2 separate regions of the Lactuca sativa genome follow, and region 2 is linked to region 1. Evidence: chromatin contacts called from public Hi-C data. All regions are on one chromosome and are shown on one strand. The core of a region is the stretch at or near the end of the contact, and the rest is flanking DNA. Distances in the headings are between cores, read along the strand shown.

What was found. A called contact is a pair of places that touch in the nucleus more often than the background predicts.
Region 2: a Hi-C map of leaf shows a contact between it and region 1, with 8 times the contacts expected there. The contact joins the promoter of LOC111888116 here to the promoter of LOC111888178 in region 1. A contact is called at or near these places in 2 of 4 Hi-C or Micro-C datasets (both in leaf).

The regions. Positions count from the first base shown.
Region 1 is chr9:160,547,793-160,553,257 of Lsat_Salinas_v11, forward strand. It overlaps LOC111888178 (protein NOI4), which reads right to left and starts at 2,908. Exons shown (of 3, transcript XM_023884310.3): 1 at 2,751-2,908; 2 at 1,610-1,798; 3 at 1,048-1,401. The coding sequence starts at 2,756. The coding sequence ends at 1,360.
Region 2 is chr9:160,906,191-160,911,354 of Lsat_Salinas_v11, forward strand. It overlaps LOC111888116 (nicotinamide/nicotinic acid mononucleotide adenylyltransferase), which reads left to right and starts at 1,566. Exons shown (of 10, transcript XM_042898592.2): 1 at 1,566-1,795; 2 at 1,998-2,246; 3 at 2,340-2,413; 4 at 2,496-2,581; 5 at 2,699-2,782; 6 at 2,895-2,979; 7 at 3,073-3,152; 8 at 3,252-3,353; 9 at 3,433-3,491; 10 at 3,572-3,841. The coding sequence starts at 2,170. The coding sequence ends at 3,677.

The sequences.
Region 1 (5,465 bases), core at 1,658-4,157:
CCTTTTTTTGGTCTAGGTTGTTATTTTACGTAATTTTTTTTTAATCTTTGTTAGCCTTTATGTAACTTTTATTTTGAAGTAACGAAAATTTTCTAATTTAATTACTTTTTGTTTTTCTTAATCATTTTTTATTAATTCTATTTATTTTTTGAATTAAAAACTTTAAAACTAAACTGCTTTTATTTTTAATAAAATAAAAATGAAAGATAGTGATAGATGACAATTTCCTATATTTTGATAAATAGATGAAATGCAGGATGTGAAACTAAAAGATGAGTGGTGAAGTATGAATACACACTCCGAATTTTACTATTATTCAACCAAGTGTGGATTAATAATGTAAAGTTATTGAAGAATATGGCAGTTGGGATTAGTAGGAAACTTAAATTGTGGTCTTCCTTCTAACTAGGGTACAACATGAATAAAATTGAAATAGAAAGTTTATGAGTGTCAAATGAAGAATACTAATTAAAGCATCGTATCTAGGGCTTGGATTCATTTGGCGTGAAACGATCGGGAGAGAACAAATAGGAGGAATTCAATTTTGAATTGCATGTTAAGTACAATTGAAGTGCTTAGATTGATTGAAGCAAAGTATTGAAAAAGAATTATTTCTTTATTAATATTATAAACTACCATACTATAATAAAATACATCCTTGTGATGAAGGCATCCCTAATCATTTATAAATAGTCATGTGTATATTTAAGTTTAACGTCAAACCTAACATTAAATATTCTTAATGGATAAAGCGCATTTATAATAATCTTGTTCATCATGTCCTTGATACGTCACGAATGAAAGTGACAAAACAATGAGTTGTAACGACCCAACTAATCCCCTTTTTTCGTTGTTTTTTTATTCTACAATTTAAACTAAATATAACCATAACATTATACCATCAAAGAATTAATTTCCTTCACAACTTAAAAGTTAAAACACAAGAATTTAAATACATTTTAACCCATTCAAGTTTTGATTTTAGTAATATCAATTTGAAAACATATTTCATCATCATCTAACACAAATTCTGTTAACATCATAGCAGAAGCAAACCAAACCAAATTAAAGCAATAACATGGCAAAACAACTAGTTACTACACATGAGCCTTGCTTTTGAGTTTTGATTGAGATAAAATAAACCAGTAGCACACAGAAAAGAAGCAAGAAACTTCAAAATCTGTAATATAGACACTTAAAAAGTCTTCATTTTTTCAATTTTCCCTCCCCCCATCAAGAAGACTGACTTGACTCTATATATATATAACACATTAACACACAGAAGAAACTAAAAGTTTTGGTGGGGTAGGTAGGTAGGGCCCAGCACCCGAATGCCTTGTTGGCTGAATAACCACAATGTTAGGATTCTGCATTAGGTGCTTGCATGCAGCAAAACCATTTCTTCTGCAAATAAATTGTTTTTTAGGCACTTATAATCTTCAATCAAGTATAAAGACTTTAAAAGATTGTCTTTTTTAACACCCAATAAAAGAAAAAAGCAGAAAAGAACAGGGGACTTGAGAGTATCAAAAGTTTTGATAATAAAAGGAATTAAAGCAGCCAAAAAGTATAAATTTGAAAACAAAATCCAGATTAAGGGGACACTTACAGCTGGAGGTTTCTTTACAGGGGCAGAGGAATGCTTATAACCAGGATCTCCATTAGCTGGTGATTCTGGCTTGCCACCAGTTTTCTTTTCATCCCTGGCTTTATTGAAAATGACAGTAAAGCCCTCAGCTGAAGCAGGATCATTTACATCCCAGTCCCCAAACTTTGGCAAAGGCCTACCCTTCTCTTCCTGCAAAACCATAAATAAACCAAACTTCAAATCACAATTAACAAACAGTTTAAGAATCATGATTATTCAAAATTCCTGTCATCTACAGTTAGGTATGGAAGTTAAAAGCATCTACAATTCATAATTCAATAGGTGAGTTGAATGAGGTGACATGCCTAATGGGCATTCAATGGATTAAGCTCTAACATTGTCAGATATCATGTTGGCTTAAATATGTCATAAATTAGATTTTATAAAAATGTTCCATTAAACTTTTGAAAAGTTCAATGCATTGTGGAAATTTTTTTGAAAGAGTTGTATAGAGCAGAATGATGATGTGGGGTTATTTGATTTATTTGAACATTAATAAGGTGATCAAAGAGACACTTGACCCCATTGTACCAAACCCTCTCAAGTACCTTTACGTTAAGAGGTTCAACCTAGTTGTGTGGGTGTGTTAAGTGAGAGGTGGGGTTGAACTTTAAGTTTGAAAGGAAGACCAATCAAGACAATAGATAAAAACAAGATGAATAATTAGTCTAGCTAGTAGCTAAGCAATAGCACTAAGATTCCAATTCCAATTATCATACATCTATAACCTTTCCGATTCTAATCCAGAACAGAAAAGAGGAGTAAATACAAGGTAAAAAGAAAGAGAAAAAAAATCAGTGATGGTTCTAAATTAGGAATTAATTTGAATGATCGATAACTTAACGGCAAAATCCCTAAATTTAGTCGTTTTTAGAAAAGTAGAAACCATAATCAACAAGCGACAGCATAAGTAATTCCTAAACTCAAAAGCAAACGATCAAATCGAGTGATTTCAGAATTCAAATACAAACAACGCGTTTATACAATCGATCGATCGGTCGATCGGTCGATCTATACAGCAAGCAGTAACGAACAAAGATACGAAAAAGGAATCAGAAAACGTTGGATTGAAAGTAAAAAAGAAAATAGATTTGATTCTTACCGACATGAATTTGCAGGAGATATACTGATTCACTGTTGTTTTAGAGAGGGAGAGAGAGGGAGAGGGGGGGAAGAGGAATATGTGAGGAATAATCCGTGAGGATGGAAAGGGAGACGACGCTAGTAACGGAACCGAACGGTGTCTTTTGAGTTTTGACTTCAATTTCAAACCGTCAGTCAAGCCCTAAAATCAACACGGAAATTTACTTTCTACATAAAAGTTTTTTTTTTCTTTGTAGTGCTTAAAAAATCACTTTTCAAAAAGCAGTTTTTAATTTACGTTTTGTTTTTTTTTTCTTTTACCTCAAATCTAATATACTTTTACTAAAATAACCATAACATCATCACTTATGTTTCAAACGAGACCTGAACCTTCAACCACAAATAAAAATAACAATACCTCATATGAACCAACTTTGTTGAGAGACGAAAAGGATCTTATCACCTCATATGAACCAACTTTGTTAAGAGACGAAAAGGATCTTATCACCTCATATGAACCAATTTTGTTGAGAGAGGAAAATGATCTTATTACATAATATCCTACAAACCATGTAAATCTAAAAAAGACGAAAAAAAAAGCATATGATAGTTAAAGAGTTAATGTTTGCAACTCGTTTAGAGTATGTGAAGTCATTTTTGCTAAACATGTTTATAATTTATTTGTTTGAAATTAAAGTTATTTTTAGCAGACTGACTAACTGGTAGCTGAAAAAATAATTGATTTAAAAAACTACTCTAATGAAAAAAATGAAAAATTAATTTATAGCTTACTTTTTAGTTTGCCAAACAGTTATTCTAAAAAACTTTAAAAAAAAGCTTATAAATTAAGAGATAATCTTATAAAAACCCAACATATTTTCATCAAAGTCTTAAAAAACCACTATATTATTTTTTTGTACGTTAAAACATTTATAGTTTTTAAAATGTATCATTTAAGGCATTGAGCTCGGTAAATCTTAGATAGCCAAAAATGTTATGTACTCGATTCTTAACGTTTCTATTGTTACAATTCATTAGAATAATTTTTTTTATAAATACGAGGGTTTAAATGCACTAAAAAAATAATATAATGGTTTTTCTAATCCTTTCATGAAAATAGAGTAGGTTTTTCTAAACTCATAAAACCTTAAATAAGAATTTTAGAAAATATAAGGGTTTTAGTATACTAAAAAATAATATAGTGGTTTTTTTAAGCATTTGGTGAAATTATGTTGGGTTTTTCTAAGGTTTTCCCATAAATTAATTGTAATGTGATAAACATAACCTAAGTTATTGCCTAGCAGTGGCGGACCTATGTGGAGAATTGGGGGTCCCGGGCCACTGCTCAATTTCCGGCTCGTAGTGTAATTTTTTTTTTAATTTTTTTCTATTAGGTGCACCAGCTTGAAATATGAGGGACACCCCTACTAAAATAGTCTGCGTCCACCACTATTGCCTAGAATATAAATCTGACTCTCGAGTCTTGAGTAATGATCAGTCAAATCTTCATCTTCATATTCTAATAAAAGAATAAGTTTATTCTCCTATTGACAATTGTCATGCTATTAGAATTCATCATTAATATTATATGTCACTTATCATGCTATTTACCAACCTATTAATCAATTTCAAATTTTAAATTTATCACTCTAATTACATTAAATTAATGATTGATTTTCCATTTTAAATTTCAAATTTTAAAATTTTCTCACTCTAATTATACTGAATTAATAACATTAGATTAAAAGATATTATAAAATTAATACAGATTATAGGGTGATATAACTTCATGTATATATTTAAATCAACGATTATATTTTATATAACTAAAAAAGTATCTTTTAAAAATAATTGATTAATATTTTTGATTTTTTAATATGAAAGTTTAATAAATTTTATAACCGAGGTTATGTTATAAACTAGTTTAAAATATAGAGCTTTCAAAGTTAACCGCAAAACATGTTACTTAAAATAGAAATCGACTATTTAAATTTTCTGTTAATGGTGTTTATCCTTAATTTGATATAAAGTTTATACAAAATAATAATAATTTAAATTTTGCTAGAATTGAGTATTTTTATTGGTTAGTCATCAAATTTTGGTATGGTACAATTAGGTTGTAAATGAACTGAGTTTAACGAATTGTTCATCAACTGTTCGGCGAAAGTTCGTTTATTTAATAAATGAACGGACATAAACATAAATTATTGTTTGTTTAATTAAACGATTGAACACAAACAATGGTCTCCTTCATTCAATTATGTTCGTTTGTTTACGTAACTTTATAGTCGTTCATTTAAGTTCCTTTTATGTCAATATATGTTCAATTGTGTTTGATTACATTACTATATTATATGTTCGTTTATGTTCATATATGCTCAATTATGTTTTTTTGTTCCGTTCATTTGTGTTCGTTTGTTTATGTTCGTCTAACATGTTGATAAACATGAACAATATAATTTGTTAAACCAACGAAAATGAACAATATAACATGAACAAGAAAACATGTTTGTTTATTCGTTCGTTGGACTATATTAAACGAAGGAATATGAACAAGTTGTCATTCGTGTTCGTTTATAACCTAGGCACAACTACTACTTGACCAGAATACTCGTGGACAAAAATTAAAAGTAGGTTATGTTAGAAATAGTAATGCAATAAAGAGAGGAAAGATATTGTGGTACCCAAAGCCAAACCAGAGGTGGCGCAAAGCAAAGCACCCATTTTTTAGTAT
Region 2 (5,164 bases), core at 316-2,815, 360 kb after region 1:
GTACATTTTAACGTCGTAGGAATTAAGGATTAAGATTTTTAATAACCATATTTAATTTTTTCTATACGAATATATACTGTTTTTTCTTATTCAATAAAAGGACATTCATATTATTTTTTCTAATCCTATTTAATAAATTGACTAATTTTTGAGAAATAGAAAAAATTATCAACAAAACAACAATGTTGATATAAATGATAACGTTAGTTATTTTTTATATTTTTTTATTTTTAATCTTTATGATGATCCCCAACTTCTTAGTCCAGTTAAGAAATAATGTTATATTGTATAATTAGTATAATAAAACAGATTATATTTTTAAATAAAATAGCCATAACCAATTATTCAAAGTTCGATGACAATTCAAAGTAACTTTAGATGTTAAACCTTTAAAAATTTATGTTCATTAAGTATTAAGTATTATGTTCAAAAAATAAAGGGTTCAGATGAATTTAAAAGTATCTTTTTAGGTTTTTAAATTTGTATATAAGTATTTAAATATGGATATAATTATGAACATATGTTTTGTATAAACAAAAAACATAAATGAAATACTGATTTTGTCGATTCAAACAAGCAAACACTGAAAATATTTATTATAATAATAATATGCATAAGCATTAATATTAATTTGTGTTTCTATTTTTTTAATATTAGTTAATTTATTTGTTTGATATTTCATATTAAATGATTTCTTCATGAACAAGATCTATCAATGTAAGAATTGGAAAAAAAAAATCAAAAAATACTATCTAATGTCATTAACGACCATATTCAAAAATGTTTTAGCAAATATTTTCTTTAATTTGTCCACATATAATCTTCATATGCTTAAGGTTATTAATCCTTAGGCTATAAGATATATCCATAACCCCGTAACGTCAAAAATGAAATCATTCGGCTATGAGATATATTCATAACCCTGTAACATCAAAAGTGAAGTCATCTCAATAACATAAGAACACCACTTTCCAACTACTACCCTAGGAAATACATCACTCTTATCAACCCCAAAAACACCGGAACACGGTTTACTTTTTTTTTTGATAAATATGTCAATTACAAATAATAAAATACCAACTAACATGCATACATTGTGGACGTGTTCTTTGGAAAATAAAATGTTTTCAAAAGAAAATTAATCGATACAATGAGACTATTCACCAAAAAATGACGATTCGACACGTCAAAAGGAAATTAATCAGAAAAATGAAATTATTAACCACCATCACATTCGCGTCCTACTGCATCGCGCGGGTTCCCTACTAGTCTTTAATAATATAACAATTACAAATTAGACATGTAATGTGATTATTTTATAATTATATACAATAAATTTAACTGAGACCCATTTATGCTAACAGATTTCGTTTTGGAGGTACACCGATCTGATTCAAACCAGTTTTGCTAGGAAATTGGAAGGAGTTTGGGTCATTGAAGTTTCAATGAAGGGGAAAGAGAGGGGATAGAAGGGTCTTTTTGTCATTGTGCCTTCTGTCCTACTGAAATCAGGTAAAATAGTCCCAATGACTTTGTCCGTATTTGCTTTTGTTCTAATCCTATCTACGCCTAACGTTATATAGAATGTTGTTTTGTCCCGCGTATATTACGCTACCTAATCGAGCTCCAGAAATAGATTCCATCCAAATCGCAAATAATCAACCACCATATCATCGACATGACTTATCGTTTTCTATAAAAGCATAAGGCTTTATTCGATTTTTCTGCCACTGATTATCTCAACTGAAGCTTTTCTTTGAAGCTGAAGTATACTTATCAACGAACGAATTTCAAGGTTAGACCTGCAATTTTATTTATTCAAATTATGTAGGTGTTCTTGTTACTGTGTGTGTTTTATTAAACGGGGATTACAATATCCTCTTTTGGGTTGAATTTGTTTTTCATTTATGTAATTGTATCCGTTTGCAAATCTGATAACTTTTTTTGCAAGGTGATTAGTGTATGAATGCTATTCTGACTTTTTTTTGTTTGAATAGATATCAATTGCTTCTGTCGTTCTTGATAATATCGACTTTTTGGTGTATCTCTAATTGAAAGTCACCATGATCAATTTGAAACCCTAAATTAGCAATCGGCTGCCATTGTTGATGAGGGGCTTTTCAGTCTTTTCAGATAGCAGGAAAATACGAACCAAACGCCTCTACAAAAATGGATGTTGAGTTACCAGTTGATAAGTTAATGTTAGTGCCCATTGAGGAAAATGCTTCATCACATTCCAACACAAAGTAAGTCTTACACAATCATCATCTTTAGTGATTACTTTCTAAAATTAATAAACAATGCATAATTACTTTTTCACCCCTCTTACATTCTCACAGGGGAAAAATCCATGTAGTTTTGGTATCCACAGGAAGCTTCAATCCTCCTACATTCATGCATTTACGCCTTTTTGGTATGTATAGTTACTTTCTCATTTTATGTTTTTGGGTTTACACAAATTGTCAATTTTTTATTTTTCATTTTTTCATGCTTAGAATTGGCAAGAGATGCTCTTAACGCAAAAGGATTCAATGTGGTTGGAGGTTATATGTCGCCTGTAAACGATGCATACAAAAAAAAGGTACATGAAGAAAAAGAAACTTTATCATTATTTTCTTTTACTCAAATCAAAATTCTTTAGCATTATGCATAAAAAGTAAAAACTATAGACTTTGTTATTTTTATAATCTTTGCATAGGGTCTCATACCATCTGAACACCGTATTACAATGTGCCAATTAGTTAGCAAAAGTTCTGATTTTGTAATGGTGGATGCATGGGAGGTTAGTGGATTGATTCTAAAGTATTAACGCCTTTCTTTTTATTCAATATATATTAAATGTTTTGATTATTGTTTTCTTTATTAATTGATGCAGAATTATTTATCTGTTTTAGGCAAAACAAACTTCATTTCAACGCTCATTGACTGTGTTGTCAAGAATCAGAAGCTTCTTTTCTGATAATGGACTCATACCTAATGGTACAAAGTGCACCCTGTTATGACCAAATTACCCTTTTCGAGACCTTTGTTGGGATTCAAAATGTTCTAATTTTTTTGTTTTCTGAATTGAAGCATCTTTAAAGGTGATGCTTGTTTGTGGCTCTGATCTGCTAGAATCATTTGGCATTCCTGGAGCTTGGATACCTGACCAGGTAAATAAGTAAATTATTATTTTTGTGTAATTTTTCATCAGTAATTCTATAAATCTTAACATGAGTTTCTGATTTGTTTTTGTTGACATTTTATTTTAGGTGAGGAGTATATGCAGAGATTATGGTGTTGTTTGTATCCGTAGAGAAGGTCAAGACATTGAGAAAATCATCTCACACATAGACATTTTGACAGAATACAGGGTAGGGGCATTTACGTCTTTTCACCGATCTTGTTGCATATTTTTGAGCTTATCCAATTTTTGTAATTTGAATAATGCAGAATAACATCCAAGTGGTTGATGAAATAGTTCCAAACCGTATTAGCTCAACTTTAGTAAGGTATCCAAATTCCAATCCAATAAAATTCAACACTTTTGCTTTAATTTTTGGAGTTTAATTTTGTTTGTGTGTGATTTTAGAGATTGCATTTTGCGGGGTTTGTCAGTGAAGTATTTGACATCAGATGAAGTTATTGATTACATCAAACGAAACCAGCTCTACACAAACCAACAACAAAACGTGTAGCACATGGTATTATTACCTGGTTACATGGCATTTATAGACTAATTTTTTAATGGAATTGTTGTACATGTTAATAATACTATTATAACTGTTTTTGAATTATTGACAAAAAATTAAAATTTGGGAATGAACTTTGTGTTGACAAAAAATTAAAATTTGGGAATGAACTTTGTGTTGCCCTGTGAAATGTGAAATGGTTATTGCGTTTCAAGGAAAAAAATAAAGAGAGAAATTGAAAAAAAAAACATATTGGACCAAATCCAAAAAAATACAAGTGTTTCTATGGTAGTATTTCTTGCTCAAACGTTTAGTTTGATAAAAATGATTAATAATACTCTTTCATTTTGTCTTTCATATTAACTTTCATCATTTCCTTTTGGGTTTTCTAAATTTTCATACATTTCATCTCAATTTTCGCAAAGATTTTGGGATTCTTCTTGTATCCACTATCCCGTATCTAATTTTGAATAAAAAAAGCGCTACATATAAATGGTTGTGGAGATATATCTCTATTCTCTATTATATACCTTATAAAGCATATTTGGTCTAACGTTTAAAATTAAGTCGTACAAACCATAATGCAATATATACAATCAATTTATACATATAGAAAATGTAAATCTTATCCGTCAAAGCATTGAAAAAGTCAAAGTAATATGTAATTCAAAAGTCATACTCCTATCAGTTAAAATTCAAATTCATTCACAAATTTTGTTAGTTTGACTCGGCCCATTTTATATCTTGAATTTGTCATCCGCTAATTGAACCCATATTCCCTCATTTTTAGCATTTTCAAATCATCATTATTTCCTAAATCTTAGACCCATCGACACCATATAATTCAAGAAATCAGGTTCTCTGTGAATTATTTTATCTGCTGTTGATTTTCTCCATGTTTGCATCTATTTTTCTCTGAGCTTCGGTCTATTTGAACCCAATCAAACCTCCAAAACCAGGCAAGTTTTACATAAACATATTACACATAAATCTCTTATATTTCTGTACATTAGTCAAATGGAAATTTGTAAGATCACGCCCACCTACAAATTACACAAATGATTTAGGTATTGAAGCAAGTCGTTGTTCTTCTCCCTACCATCGTTACACCACTCATCACCACCACCAGAGCAACACAGCAAATGCGCACCACCATTGGTAAGTCGATGTCCCTTCCCTGCCTTTGTTCTGCTATTTATGTGAGTTTATTTTGCTCAGTTTTTGTTTTGGGACAATAGGTTTTCTTATATGTGAGGTCGTATGTGTTGCAGGTTTTACACACATACCTGGAGAACAAGATTTCGACCAGCTGCTTTCATCAGCTATCAATCATTAGCACTATCATCCAACCTTCTCTCTCTCTCTCTCTAGAAACCCTAAGTCGCCTATTATCCAACCATCGTACAACCTCACTACCATTTCACCATTGCATATCGTCGACGGCCTTTAGAATGAAGAAATTTTAAAAAGAAACAAAGAAACAATGATGTTAT